5 separate regions of the Mus musculus genome follow, and all the other regions are linked to region 2. Evidence: chromatin contacts called from public Hi-C and promoter capture Hi-C data. All regions are on one chromosome and are shown on one strand. The core of a region is the stretch at or near the end of the contact, and the rest is flanking DNA. Distances in the headings are between cores, read along the strand shown. Region 1 overlaps Fggy (FGGY carbohydrate kinase domain containing). Region 2 has its middle 22 kb from the start of Gm12707. Region 3 overlaps Fggy (FGGY carbohydrate kinase domain containing). Region 4 overlaps Junos (a long non-coding RNA gene). Region 5 overlaps Fggy (FGGY carbohydrate kinase domain containing).

Evidence for each region. Hi-C and Micro-C count contacts between places; a contact is called where the count stands out from the background. Capture Hi-C pulls out chosen DNA fragments and counts their contacts.
Region 1: a promoter capture Hi-C map of adipose tissue shows a contact between it and region 2. The contact joins two enhancer-like sites. A contact is called at or near these places in 1 of 15 datasets of contacts at CTCF or cohesin (the NIH/3T3 cell line), 1 of 115 datasets of contacts at active chromatin or transcription factors (bone marrow-derived dendritic cells) and 1 of 9 other capture datasets (adipose tissue).
Region 3: a Hi-C map of muscle stem cells shows a contact between it and region 2, with 2.0 times the contacts expected there. The contact joins two enhancer-like sites. A contact is called at or near these places in 1 of 15 datasets of contacts at CTCF or cohesin (the NIH/3T3 cell line), 2 of 484 Hi-C or Micro-C datasets (the HPC-7 cell line and muscle stem cells) and 1 of 115 datasets of contacts at active chromatin or transcription factors (embryonic stem cells).
Region 4: a Hi-C map of myocytes shows a contact between it and region 2, with 3 times the contacts expected there. The contact joins two enhancer-like sites. A contact is called at or near these places in 8 of 484 Hi-C or Micro-C datasets (3T3-L1-derived adipocytes, the G1E-ER4 cell line, the HPC-7 cell line and 4 more) and 1 of 115 datasets of contacts at active chromatin or transcription factors (pancreatic cancer cells).
Region 5: a contact with region 2 is called in a Hi-C map of muscle stem cells, with 3 times the contacts expected there. The contact joins two enhancer-like sites. A contact is called at or near these places in 2 of 15 datasets of contacts at CTCF or cohesin (large pre-B cells and pro-B cells), 13 of 484 Hi-C or Micro-C datasets (the HPC-7 cell line, bone marrow-derived macrophages, cortical neurons and 6 more) and 3 of 115 datasets of contacts at active chromatin or transcription factors (bone marrow-derived macrophages, fibro-adipogenic progenitors and large pre-B cells).

What each region holds. Positions count from the first base shown.
Region 1 is chr4:95,820,781-95,823,480 of GRCm38.p6, forward strand. It overlaps Fggy (FGGY carbohydrate kinase domain containing), which reads left to right. Exons shown (of 16, transcript NM_001113412.1): 11 at 1,198-1,345. Among named protein-coding and RNA genes, the nearest start is that of Hook1, 150 kb to the right of the region's middle. Within about 2 kb of position 1,276, at least 43 of the 459 cell types and tissues checked have an H3K27ac peak or open chromatin away from gene starts, as enhancers often do. A contact at or near this core is called in adipose tissue, where this site is marked.
Region 2 is chr4:95,461,821-95,464,520 of GRCm38.p6, forward strand. No RefSeq gene overlaps it. Among named protein-coding and RNA genes, the nearest start is that of Gm12707, 22 kb to the right of the region's middle. Within about 2 kb of position 1,326, at least 22 of the 459 cell types and tissues checked have an H3K27ac peak or open chromatin away from gene starts, as enhancers often do. A contact at or near this core is called in adipose tissue, fibro-adipogenic progenitors, muscle stem cells and 2 more, where this site is marked.
Region 3 is chr4:95,732,212-95,734,911 of GRCm38.p6, forward strand. The region is part of intron 6 of Fggy (FGGY carbohydrate kinase domain containing); the gene reads left to right. Among named protein-coding and RNA genes, the nearest start is that of Fggy, 180 kb to the left of the region's middle. Within about 2 kb of position 1,345, at least 81 of the 459 cell types and tissues checked have an H3K27ac peak or open chromatin away from gene starts, as enhancers often do. A contact at or near this core is called in muscle stem cells, where this site is marked.
Region 4 is chr4:95,157,571-95,160,270 of GRCm38.p6, forward strand. The region is part of intron 3 of Junos (a long non-coding RNA gene); the gene reads left to right. Among named protein-coding and RNA genes, the nearest start is that of Gm12708, 34 kb to the right of the region's middle. Within about 2 kb of position 1,276, at least 42 of the 459 cell types and tissues checked have an H3K27ac peak or open chromatin away from gene starts, as enhancers often do. A contact at or near this core is called in muscle stem cells and myocytes, where this site is marked.
Region 5 is chr4:95,864,104-95,866,803 of GRCm38.p6, forward strand. The region is part of intron 14 of Fggy (FGGY carbohydrate kinase domain containing); the gene reads left to right. Among named protein-coding and RNA genes, the nearest start is that of Hook1, 100 kb to the right of the region's middle. Within about 2 kb of position 1,323, at least 13 of the 459 cell types and tissues checked have an H3K27ac peak or open chromatin away from gene starts, as enhancers often do. A contact at or near this core is called in fibro-adipogenic progenitors, muscle stem cells and uterus, where this site is marked.

The DNA.
Region 1 (2,700 bases), core at 26-2,525, 360 kb after region 2:
ACACACACACACACACACACACACACACACACACACACACAGTTTTCACTGATAGAGAGGAAAAGAGAGTTTGAAACTATTTTTATGATTTTTTTTTTCAGAAACCTACAGAAACATCATGGTATCCATGGGGACACTCCTGGCATTGCAAAATATGAACTTGAAGTCACTTCTTCTAAAGCATTTTAAGAATGCAAATCACAAATATTGGCAGAAGTATTCTAGCTGCTAACCTCCTGTGGGCATTGCCCATGCTTTGTCTCTCTGAGGTTTTCTGGTCCATCTTTGGGATCTTTGGTTCAGAGCTTTGGAAGGTTCATTTTCCCCAGATTCCCTAGCTAGTGAACTGTGTCCCACAGTAAAACTTAACCCAGTGAAGTATTATGATACTACATTATGAAGTAAGTATTATTATACTACATAATGAACAGGAAATAGACATTCAGAGAGGCTAACTGTAGCCAGGATAGAAAACAGTATCTGAAACTTGCACTGTTTTCACTCCCAAGTTTGTCATCTTTTGACCTGAGAAATGTCATTGATTAAGGGGGTCATTCCAATTCCACCATTTTACACCTCAATCAACTAAAACTTAAAATGGGAAAACCTACACGATAGCCTTTCAAAGTCATGGTTCTGAATCCCATGTCTAATTCTTGATCCTTACTGTGTGTATGACGCTCACTCATTGGATCCAGGAGCGTATATTTATCTCTATTTGTCATTTCATCATTTTTACAATTAGGAAGACAGATTTAAATAAATCCTTTGCATATGCACCATATTGTACTGCAGTTTACAGAATGCTGTATGTTTGCATACATGGTCTTTGATCTTCATAATAACCATATGAGGTAAGTTGGACAGAGATTGTAGGATGTTTCTACAGATGAGAAGAGGACAGTTCGAGAGCTTGGAATAACTGGCTCATGTGTACACACCTACCAGGAGTGAAGCCATTGTCTGACCAGGTCTCCTGACTCCAAGCCTTTCCATGGGAAGTGCTGCCCTGGCATGACAGTGTGTTGTGAGAGTTCAGGGGCTAGTTTCATATAAGAGCAGCTGCTTTGCTCAAGCTTTTGAGAGCCCTCTTTGCTTTCCTGGGTCTGATATCGAAGTGCAAATGGTTTCTTTCTGCAGAATAATTTGCTTTTCAACCCTATCCCCTTTTAAAATCAAAATCCACTTCTTTTCCAGATGCCAGAGTATATATGCATATTTGAATAGTCACCTGGATCTGATTAAGAAGGCTCAGCCTGTGGGTTTCCTCACTGTTGATTTACATGTTTGGCCAGATTTCCATGGCAACCGGTCTCCCTTAGCAGATCTGACTCTGAAGGGCATGGTAAGTAAAAGCCAGTCCATGCACGGAGGTGAAGGCCAGCCAAGGGGTTGCAAAGTTTGGAAGACACAAAGTGAGGAGACAGGAAAAGAGGGAACAACTGAGAAAAGGTGGCCAAGAAGAGCTGGCTTTTGTCAGTTGCCTTGGTCAGGTTGCTCCTGCTCTCCAGAAAGATCTGTTAGCCATTGTTGTTGTTTCCAAGCCAGCTCAGAGCGCCTTTGAGATAGTATTTCTGTACTCAACTACTGCTGTGTCTTACTGCCCTGGTGTGGCTGAAAGTCCTGCCTATGTCATTTTTACATTTACACTGATTTGTAGTCATGTTTTCCATCTCTGTCTCCAGGCTACCCACTACCTCAGTGGTAAATATTACCACCCATGGTCCCACTTCCTGAAGCAAGCCTGAGAGCCATGGCTGTTCTGAGCCCATAGCAAAATTTCAGAATTTCAGATTTAACTTCAGCTAAAAATATAATTAATAACTAATATTGGGGGATCAAGTCTGCTCTTTTTTATTTTTGTTTTTTATTTATTTTTATTAATCATTTTCTTCATTTACATTTCAAATGAAATTCCCCTTCCCAGTTACCTCTCCACAAACTTCCCCATCCCATCTCTCTCCTCCCTCCCCTTTGCCTCTGTGAGGGTGTTCCTCCACCCATTCACCCACTCCCATCTAACCCCACTATCGTCCCCCTATGATTGGCTATCAAGCCTCCGTCCCCTCCCATTGATGTCAGGTAAGGCCAATCTCTTTTACATATGTATCTGGAACCTTGGATCCTTCCATGTATACTCTTTGCTATTAAGAATCTTTAAGGCTACATTCAGCCCAGAGATCATGAGCCCTCCTGTAGAGTTCAGGAGGAAATTGGTGGCAAGCTCACACCTGGATGAGGCTGTAGTACCTCCAAGCCAGACAGGATCTGTAGCTGTGAGGAGGCTGGCTATTGAGAACACTGAGAGCTAGGCTTGGAGGTGAATGAAACAAGTTAAATCTAGAGAGGAAGAGAACTTTCAGTTCTAATGGACCACATAAGAATTCCTAAATGCCAAGTCTAGGAAGGGGAGTGTAAGGAAAGTGAAAATGGGAAGTGAGAAGGTAGTCTCTGAGCAAATGCCACTAACATGCAGGAGCAACATTAACTGTGAGAAGGCCTACTGGCTTCAGGAATTTAAGGTTTGTGGTTAAATTCATTAAGATTGTTTAAAATAGTTTTATGATGCTTCCACAAAGTTCAAAACCTCATTTTTATTACAGAGTTGACCACATAATCAACTTCTCTTCATAAAGCAAAATCATGAAACACTAAGGAAACTGGACAAGTCAACAGTGTGTTTGTCTGGAACCTGTGAAG
Region 2 (2,700 bases), core at 76-2,575:
AATTAAAACACTTAAAACACGTCATTGATTTTCAGCTCCAAATTGTACATCCATCAGTTAAACTGTCAAGTCTCAGCTTACTCACCTGAAAAGTGGCATGCTCTTCAGCAGTTAGTTATGAACTTCACTCCTGTATAAGTTCAATAGGGGACTGTCTCATACAGCTGCTTAGCCTGTAGCCTAACTAACATTCATGTGGCTCTTCACAAGGGATTAATTCACACCAAAACATGAAAACAGCTTGGCAAATGGCCAAAAACACAATAAATTATTTGCTCCTCAAACATTGTAGGTAGACTTTCCTAGGGACTGAAAATATCACCTTCAGAGTCTTTTTATAGTTTCTTGCTTGTGCCTCACTATAAACTTAGGGAGTAGGAATTAGTTTTTTTCTCATTGTGTCATAGAAACCAGGTCTCCAACAAGAAGCTTGTTAACACTAACATGCAAATATTCAGCATTCCTGGTAACCCTGGAGAGGAGGGACACAATAACCTGTGGCCGGACAAAGCTGCTTCTAAAGGTTCTCTTGATGCAGAGGCCTAACTCCTAATTAAAATCTAAGCCCTACCTAAAACAAGGTAAAATGTGTGAGGACTTAAATAATGCTATTTTAATCACCCTAGCTTTTTCCTTCTTGTTAGCCTAAAATCGAGTTGAAGTAACCAGGCAGCCTCTGATTCTATCACAGACTTTGTCATTCAAGAGACATTTTAATAAAATTACATGGCCAGGGGTAGAATACTTGTATCCACTTTCATAACTCATAATAAACACGTGAGACTCCCTCCCTCTTTTCACAAATGGAGAAATGAAGATACACAGAGGTCAGGCAACTTGCCCATAGTTCATAGTCAACAAGTGAGATCATCCGAGTTAAGTCCTCCACATCTTAGCTGGCAGTTTTGAAGGGCCTGGTTAACTCTCAGTCGCTGCAGTCTGAGCATCCCTAATCCAAAGATCCCAAGTTTGGAGTGCTCCCAAAGCAGATTGTGGAGCACTTCTGCATCATAGATTTGTTGATTAAGATTTTCTAACAGGTGAATAACAAAATCCAAATAATTTGAAACATGTTATGCCTATATATTTTGAATAAGGGATGGCCAACTGTATTTTCACAATTTTGAATAGTAGGTAGAGATATCAATTAAATTCTTCCAACTCTAATTTCACTCTTGCACTTTCCCTCTTAGACTCCCTGTACCACACTTTGCATGAGATAACCCACCCAAGCATGTTGATAGCATCCCTTGCACAGATAGCCTCTGTGCCAAGGTTTGCTGTCTGTGATTTCTATGCCCTTGGCCTCTAACCACCACATGAACGTCATCCACAGCAATAATGACGAGTGCCTGCAGCTCAGACCACTGAGAGAAGTCCAGTGTTGTTCTGTTCCCCTCCTCTTATCTCATGTCCACATCAGCATCTCCATTTGATGGATGCAGAACACTGAAGTAACTTTTCAAGGCCACACAGCTAACATCCATCAGCTTCGGTTGGCAACAACCCAGATGGCCTCAGAAATCTTCTTCTCAACCACCATGGTACTCCATCTCTCTTATTCCATGGGGAGGGCTCTGTTTCAGTCACCTGAGGCATCAACGTACCCATGACCCCTGAGCATTTGAACTGCTTAGTCCCAGCTCATAAGCTGTTGATTCTCTAGTTTGCCTTGCTACATGCCGTTGGGCTTCACAGATTCCTGGGTACTGAACTTTCTCTTTGGAAATCTGCTGGAATTTGTGCCTGGGACAGCTGCCTGGACCTCTTACTCTTGCCCAGCCCAAACTTTCTGGAAATCTGCTTTGCCTGCCTCCCTGGATACCAGGTCACCACCCTCCAGGCCTCCCCAGTGGCCTCCCCAGTAATCCCCCCACCCTGTACGTGCAGCTGTTTCTGGAGGAGCTACACTCAGGCCCAACCCCAAATGCCTGTTGTGACATCCTGAAAGAATCTGACTGAGGCCACTTGGGTGTTAGCCCCGTCTACAGACTCGAAGCATAAGAGGTATAGAGGAAAGAGCCAGCTGAGTCCCTACACAATAGCTATGTGCAAGTTATTCCGCCTCCTTGAAGTTTATCAGCTGCAAAACTAAAAGCAGTGATGCACATCCCATAGTGAGGTTAGTGGGTTCAGTGAGATTGATTGCATGTTGTATGTGAGCTTGGGCACAATTTGGGGAAGATATTCCTCTGGCATGTACACGCTCTCTAAAGCCTAGAATCTCATACTTTTAATAAAAATTCAGTTTGGAAAGAGAGAAATATTGAACTTTGCATTTTGGTGAAATAGCTTAGAGAAAATATCCTTCTCAGGGCATGTCCTCAGCAGGAGTCATCTCTCCCCCTTCCTCTTTTTTAAATGGAAAATAACAAAGTCATTAGTTGTCACTTTTATGCTCCAATTTTCAAAGGTGTAATTCAAATAAAGTTAACACTAAAGTAATAAACCAATATATCATAGAAAGTTTCATTAAAAAGGAAAGTGTTTTAGATTTACTTTTTCAAGATTCTACATGTTATTTTGCTTTTTTGAGAAAGAGTCTCAGTGTCAGGCTACAACTGATCTCAAACTTAAAATTATCCTCCGTCAGTACTAACAGTTTTGGGATCCACATGCAAAGAGAGAATTAGCATCAGGTTGGAGACTATATCTCTACATTTCAAATGACTGTCCTATTTTGTGCCACTTGTGTAACAT
Region 3 (2,700 bases), core at 95-2,594, 270 kb after region 2:
ACATATATTGCTTTCTAAAACAATTTGCATTTCATTGATTTGTTATTAGGACGGAAAGTTATACGAACAGAAATGTTCCAAGAACAGTTACCAACAGCTCATGGACTTGAATAATTATGTTGTTGAAATACAAGATGTTCATACTGCTCTTCAGCTCACTGACCTACTGCAGTAACTAGTTGCTAATTAGATTTCTTTGAACCAGCTTGTCCAGCTGGGAGGACTTGAGAGCTGTATTCTGCAAGAATCTGGTATATGTAGTCTCTTGCTGCCATAGGAAGAGTCTTTGTGCCAGCATGCCTTCTGCCATTTTCTAGGTATGTACATTGCTCTTGATGTGTGTCATTGTCCTGAGTTAGAAATGAGAGTGGATCACTGGTGGGATTATATTAGTTTCTTTACTAATTTACTAATTTATCCCCCAGTAATATCCAGGGTTGAGAGTCAAATTTAGTGTTCATCTGTTTTGTTTACTTTCTACTGAAACTCTGTACAAGGTGGGCACATATAGGTGTGCAACTTTAATCTTTTTGTTCAAGGTGATTGATCTATGTCTTATGATCTTAAAAAATAAACAAAAATGTGTAATTTTGCTAAAGTAAACATTACTTTTAAAAGTATGTTTTAGATACTTGGGAGTGAAAGAAATAAGATGTAGAGAGAAAAGTCTGTGAGCTATTATCTTTCTACTGGAAGAGATGTATAAAACCAAATATAGGGATATGGTATGTAAGAGTTATTTAAAAGTACATTTAAAGCATATGGAGTATAAGGCATATTAATACCAAGTAAGAATACAAAGTCAGGGATCTTCCATGTGTATCAAACTGTCTAAACTATGGAGTAATTATAAGACATGTTAACTAACAGATGTAATTCAGAAGTGGTATTAGAAAGAACTAGTACCTGCTAGAAAGATCTCCTCTATCTTAATCCTTAACCTAGGTGCTACTCTGGGACAGTGTGTGCACACAGTAGATGTCTATTCACCCACCGTTTCTATAATAAGTGATAATGAATATCATACAATTTGATGTGAAATCAGTAATGGAAATGGAATTTAGTTTCTAGTCACAATGACATGATTTCTAGGAGGTGTATCAGATGCTGTCCTTAAAGAGTGGAAGAAGAACACTAGCTTTGGGTTCTCAGGAAGTCTCTACTTGGATGAATCATTTAATACAAGTGTAACTCCAATTCAGGAGCCAAGACTACTACAATCCTTTTAGCCATTTTCTATCAGTTGTCCCAGTTTTCTAGAAAATCCTCAGAGCTGACCTACCCATGTGATCTGAGTCAGGATAGGCCTTACCATTCTCTGGAACCATTCAAGCATGTGTCATGTCTGTGTGAAACGCCAAACTTAAGAAATGCCTCTGAATACTGCATAGTGATTGAGAATTGTATGTTCTCAGTCTTGTTACCCACTTTTAAATCAGATTGAAAGTAACTTGAGTTTGAAATAATTCCAGCATTCTCTCCAACTGGCAAGGCAAAGTGTCCTTTAGCACAATCTTGGACATAATCTGGTTGGCCTGTCAGCCTTGCCCAACCGAGCTGGTACCAGCATTCCACAGCAAGCATAAGGAAGCAGGGTCGCATGCCACCCACGCCCAAACCTCTCTGACATTTCCGTGGGCCTGGAGCCAGATCTCCCCCTGTGTTTCATCTCCCTCTCAGAATACAAAGGAACACTGAACCTTCCAGTTAATTCAATACCCTCCCCCCCCTTCCTGGAGAGGATAACAGTTCTGTTGACCATTATAATGCATCTTCTGTCTCCCAGCAATCCACATAGTCATTAATTTCTGCTGCTGACATCAGGAAAGAGGATTATGTGTGTGTCTGAAACTGTTCCCAGAGTGCTCATTAGTCATAGATAATTGAAAAACTGGTAGGGGAAGGTTTGTTGTAATAGGAGCTCTGCTTGTGAAGAGGGACTGCAGCTACCCGATAATTGTAGGCTCCAGCTTGGACCACTCAGGCCAAATATGTCCATTCACATGGGAATTCATGGGGCCCAGGAATCCTCAGGGCCATCTGATATCTGAAGGTGAACAAGTAACACAGCCAGAGATCAGAGTGTAGGTGAATTGCCCATGGGTTTCTCTCCTATCTTTAGCGTGAGGAACAGGACTTGGAAAAGATGCAGGAAATTTGCTCTCATTTTGTTTTTATTTAAACTTAAGCCAATTTGGTTTGTTTTAAGCAAACACACGAGGTCATGATCTGGAAGGACATAGATGGTTCAGGAGAGTACTTCACAGCACATCCTATCTGTACTGTTACAGAAATCAAGTGGTTTTTTTTTAATTTTTAATTTTTATTTTTCTAGAAACTTCTAGAAGTACATGTGCTCATGTACTTGAATGTTTAGAATCTTTAAAAGGATCACAAATATGAGATCCTAAGAGCACTATTCTACATCCTGGCTTTGTCCCATATTTTATCTCAGTCTTTCTCCCAAATTCATACCTTAATTCTTCCTCAAGTATTTTCTATATAGGATTCTGTAGAATAGATGAAATGGTTTGTTTATTTGTTGTTAGTTTGCTTGCTTGCCTGCCTCCTTCCTCCTTCCCTCCCTCCCTCCCCACTCCTCCTCCCTCCCTCTCTCTCTCTCTCTCTCTCTCTCTCTCTCTCTCTCTCTCTCTCTCTCTCTCTCTCTTTCTTTCTTTCTTTCTTTCTTTCTTTCTTTCT
Region 4 (2,700 bases), core at 26-2,525, 300 kb before region 2:
ATCCACAGACCGAAGACACTGGTGTGCCAACACAACTGTGCTCGGAGAAAGAAGCTCGTCAAAGTGTCTACATGGCATATTTCCATTTACAGAAAATGGAAGCTGATCTACAGAAAAGGATAGAAAGTAGGCAAAAGCTATTTGCTGAAGGGAGACAGGAGAAAAATGTACAAAGGCCAGAAAAAAAATGGAGGTTATGAAAATGCTGGCTGTCTGGATGGTGGGGAAGCTTTCCCAGGTCTGTAGCTCACAGAGCTCGGCAAGCCCTTGTGGTTTAGCATGGACCAATTACTTCTCCATGAATGCAGAGAAAAAGAGGAAGCTTGGGGAGATGAGAGAAGAAGGACAGCACATCATTCATTGTCTTGAAGCGAGATCCCAATGGGAACACTGTGTACCATTAAGCATATAGGGGAAAGGAGGGGAACTGTTCTCTGTCAGGGGCTTCTAAGGCAATTTTCAGGAGAGAGCTACAGAAACGTGCATTGGTCAAGATATGGGCTGGGGAGTTAAAAAAGAAAAAGGCAGAAATGCAAGTAGCCCCCCCAAGTTTTGGAGGTGCTGACATTAAAGTGAGTTGTATCCTATTTTCTTTGGGTATTCAGACACATGCCCTCCTTGGCAGGGCGCTTGGCTTTGCTAATAAGATCCCTACGTCTTGGAGGACATCTCTCAGGTCCTGCACTCTCAGGTTTCCCCTTTGAGTTCTCCTGCCAAATGTTCCCTGGCTGAGCCATGGGTAAGCTCAGGCCCAAGGCCCTCGGTGCCCCCATTTCAGCCTTTTCGAAATCAGAGTAAGAAGGTGGGGGATGACTGGGGGGCTTCATGTGTGATGTGCTAATATTCTAGGTCCAGTAGTAACTGATAAGTATACTTGGAGGATTTTGAATAGTTTATTAGAATATACTATAGTGTAGTAGAAGGACAGTTAAGATTTGTTACAACATAGTACCCCAATTAACTGGCTAATTGATTCCAAAGCCAATTCTAACCACTGCTCTTAAGAGTTTGAAAAAAATGCTCACGTGGGCTTTGGACGATTTATTATTCATATTTTTACATAAGGACTCTCTCAGTCACACGAGAAACCTACACATGAAATCATGGATTAGCTCTTGCTTTCAATTTCCTTGGAATGTTTGTTGGTTTTAAAAGGGCTCTCTTTCAAAAGTGTCCTTATTAATTAAATCAACCAGTCAGCCGCATTCCCTGCTTCTAACTCAGCACTCAAGTTTAAACTTGGTTCGGGAGTCAGCTTTCCAACCTTGGCTTAAGGGGCATTAGTCACTCTGAGCAAAATATGGCATCTGAACAGCTGTCTTGGGTACTGAGCGTCCAGGCCTATGTGTCTGGAGAACAGACAAAGGGGGTAGGTGTGGAAGGGAGGCAAGTTTAATTTCTGAATATATATATGTTCTGCACCCCAGGCTTTTTACAAAGAATATCTCTTGATTTTCTCAACAGGTCATGAGTGTGTTCTGCCTTCCCCATTATAACAAGGTCAAGATTGGTCAAAGACCATCCTGTTAACAAGGGGTAGAGCTGGGGCTAGAGTACAAACACTGACTCCTCTGCAGTCTTTCCTGTGTGCTGTCATGTATGTATACATGTATGTATACATCTGTGTGCTGTCATGTATGTATACATCTGCCCTAAACTTCTGACCCCCAAATACAGTGCTTTTATTCCAAGATCCAGATGGCAAAACAGAAACTCAAAAATGCGATATTCTCCACATAAACTAAACACAGACTCTGGACTCGAATTTCACAGTCCTGGGAGGATTACTTCACCTATCATCCATCCATCAGCACCAATCCACCTACCCACTCACCCATCCACCCACCCTCTTACCCACCCACTCACCCCCTCACCCATCCACCCACCCCCTCACCCATCCACCCACCCTCTTACCCACCCACTCACCCCCTCACCCATCCACCCACCCCCTCACCCATCCACCCACTCATTCACCCTCCACCCACCCACTCACCCATTCACCCACCCACTCACCCATCCACCCACCCCCTCACCCATCCACCCACCCCCTCACCCATCCACCCACCCCCTCACCCATCCACCCACCCCCTCACCCATCCACCCACCCACTCACCCATCCACCCACTCACTCAAGAGAGTGTCAAGAGCTCACCCTGCTCTGGGGACTGCCTGGTTTCTTAGAGATGGGGCAAATTGTAGATAGTCCCCACTCTTTAAGAACTTGTAGTCGAATAAAGAAGGAAAACACACCACATTAGACAACCTAATTGGAGCATGAAGGGTCCTCTAAGGTACTATGAAAGAGATGGGAACATAGAAGACAAAGCATCCAATTACCTTGCCAATAAAGCAAGGGAGGTTCCAGAAAGGAGGTGACATTGGACTATAAATACACACTCTCCCAGAAGAGAAAGGGGGAGGAAGGTTTCTCTAGGCAGAGAGCACCAAAGCACTGCTGCGCACACACCGAATCCCTGCCACCTGCTTAAAGCACCGTCTCTAATGCCTAGAATTCTGTGGACTAGGTATTATCCATAACACTTCACAGAATAGGAGCATAGGCACACAGAGGTTAAGTACTTGGCCCGTGGTTAGAGGTCTGCTAAGACAGGCCTTGAAGTCAACTCTTGAAACCTGGTTTCAAAGGTCATCCTCTTAGACACTCACTCACTGAGAACTGAGTGGGGGCCATCTGTTAGG
Region 5 (2,700 bases), core at 73-2,572, 400 kb after region 2:
GCCTGACTATTAAGCAAGATAGACTGGAAAGCTGTCACCATGGGGCTGTGTACCTTCACAGCTGTCAAACTGACTCTCTAGTAGGGAGGTGCTTCCGTCTATCAGACAGTGTCTGGTGACTTGTTACAAAGAGACTCTCTGTCAGCTCTTGCAGGTAGAATTCTTCCCAGGATGCTTTTTGAGATTGGCTTTCTATCTGGGACTCTGACCTCTGGCTTCACTACCAGAGGAGACATCTGGGAAGAGCCATGGAACAGGTCCTCCCTGCCTTCACCATCATCCTTTGCTGATGGACGGAGGTTGGAATTAACAGTGTCAGCTTAATTCCTTCTCAGCACTTAAAGCTTTGAGATATCAGGACCCGACCCTGTGCTGGAACATCATGTAAGGTTTAATCCCACCCATGCCATTAGATTAATAGAGTCACTGGTAGATGTCCATTCCCTTCATGTTTGTCCTTGATAAAGACCCTTTATGTAAATGCCCCAAGAATAAGAATTTCGGTTAACTCATTTCCCTATCTCTAGTGTCTAACACAGCCAGACACAGACATGCTGCTTGGCAAATCCTTTTCATTCATTAAGCAAATAGCCCTAGGTATTTGGACAAGTAAAATCCTCATCACATCTACAATTGAGTGGGCAAGATGGTGAAACAATAAATGTAAATGCATATTATATCTTGGGTCAAGAGTTAAAAAGGAAAAGAACAGGTTTGATGGAAGAGCTAATTAGCATGATTGATAGCTGAATGACAATAAATGTCTTTGACTCCTAACTCTGAACCTGTCTCATTTGTTCTCTGAAAACAGTAATCATCGCTATTATGTTCATTGTTGCAACTGCTACTCCTGTTTCTTATGTATGCATTGCATTCTAAATTTTATGTTAGTGTTATATAAATTCATGAACTAACCTTGCCTAATAGGCCTCCTTATTTCAAATGAATGAGACAAGACCCAGAAATATTCTTCATATGATGAGATAGCTAGTGTCATAGATGGTGCTTGAACCAAAGCTGGTCACACAGTCTTCTGTTCTGAGAAAAGGGAATGTCTCCTGAACTCCTAAGTGACCACTGCAGGTTCAACCTGGATCCCAGTTTGAGAAGCCCCAAATCATATTATATGGCAAAAGCCTCATTCCATTAGATTAAAGGGCAAAATGAAAACAACCATAACAAAAACGAGTTGCTGGAGAGTATTAGGAAAATAAGGAAAATAATTTTGCCTTGGCCATCTCATGGTCACCTTCCAGCAGTAGTAAGCCATCACCATGGCAATGGGAGAAAAATTAATGTTGAATGTTGAGTCATTTTAAAAAGCCACATCAACAGCATACCGAGCTGATGCTGTAAGCTCTCTGCTACAGCTGGTCTGACAGTGCTAGAGGCATGGTGTCGAGCTCCATGCTGGAGGGACGAGGGGGGACTTAAGCTCAGCCTTGGAAGATTTAAGTCTGAGCCTTAACTGTATCCTGTGGACTTCAGCAAGTCTACTGACAAACATGAGAGGCGATCATATTAAGTCAGTATTACTATAGTAGCTTTCTGGAAGTCCGTTCAAACCTCCGTAAAATAGAACAGTGATATTTCATAACCATCGTCAGGAGGTTTGATATAATGAGGGATATGGAAGTGCTTAGTAAACTGTAATGTGATTAACATTTTCCAGCCAGGTTTGGAAGAACTCATGCTGGAGTGAGGTAGACAGGGCTGCTCTCTCTCCTTTGTCTTAGTAAAAAGCCCAAGGCTCAGATATTCAGAGCCTCAGCTTCCCAGCAACATTTCCTATTATAAATCTGCAACATGCCCTGCCTGATTTACACAATCTGGGCTCTCTTCATTCTCCCTGCACTTCAGTTTACCCCATGGAAAATGGGGATGACACCAGTGCTCTCTTAGTAAGGTGGGAGATGAGGCTTAAATGAGTCCTGGAAGGGCACAGAAAGGCTGGCTGCCTGGCAGGCCGCCATAAGTGTTAACAGCAGGGATGGCAGAGGAGAAGAGGAAGGAGCAGGAAGAACATTTGAAATGACATATGTATGTCAAGCTCAACACCTCCGTGGGGCACTGATGGCAGTACTCACACTCACCAGATGCTCTGGTGCCTTTTAGAGTGCTCCGATCAGTCACAGGCCCCTTTCTGTCTTCAGAGGAGTCTTGCCTACAGTGGCTTTGTATCAGACCCAGTTTTAGGCCTGCCTTTCTTTCTATGCTGTTTTAGGTAGGAAGAGAGAACCGGACCAAAGGCTTGATAGAAACAAGAGGAAGCTTTACTAATGAAACAAGTTCTCTACAAGTGATGATTTCCCAAACACTGCGCTCTGACATGTTAAAAGACAACACTGGGAAGCACTGGCCTGGACAGTACTCAAATTAACTATGTGATGGAAAATGCTCAAGTTAAATTAACTAAATATCTTCATAGTGCAAGTCCATCGAGATGTTAATATATAAATACGCTTCTGAACCTCCTGGATTGGGTGTCATACAGATGTAATGGTGCCCGATTTTACTTAACCAAAGAATTGGCATTTTGCTAGTCTTTTCTAAGGACAAAAGAGTGGTAGATGCTGTGTAAGCCAGCAGTTAAGGTCCTCAAAGGTGACAAGAGGTACCATAAAAAGAACTGGAAGATTTCTACTAGTCCTGTGTCTATTTAATGAAAAGAACAAGGAGTCTGTCTTGGCAGTAACTAAT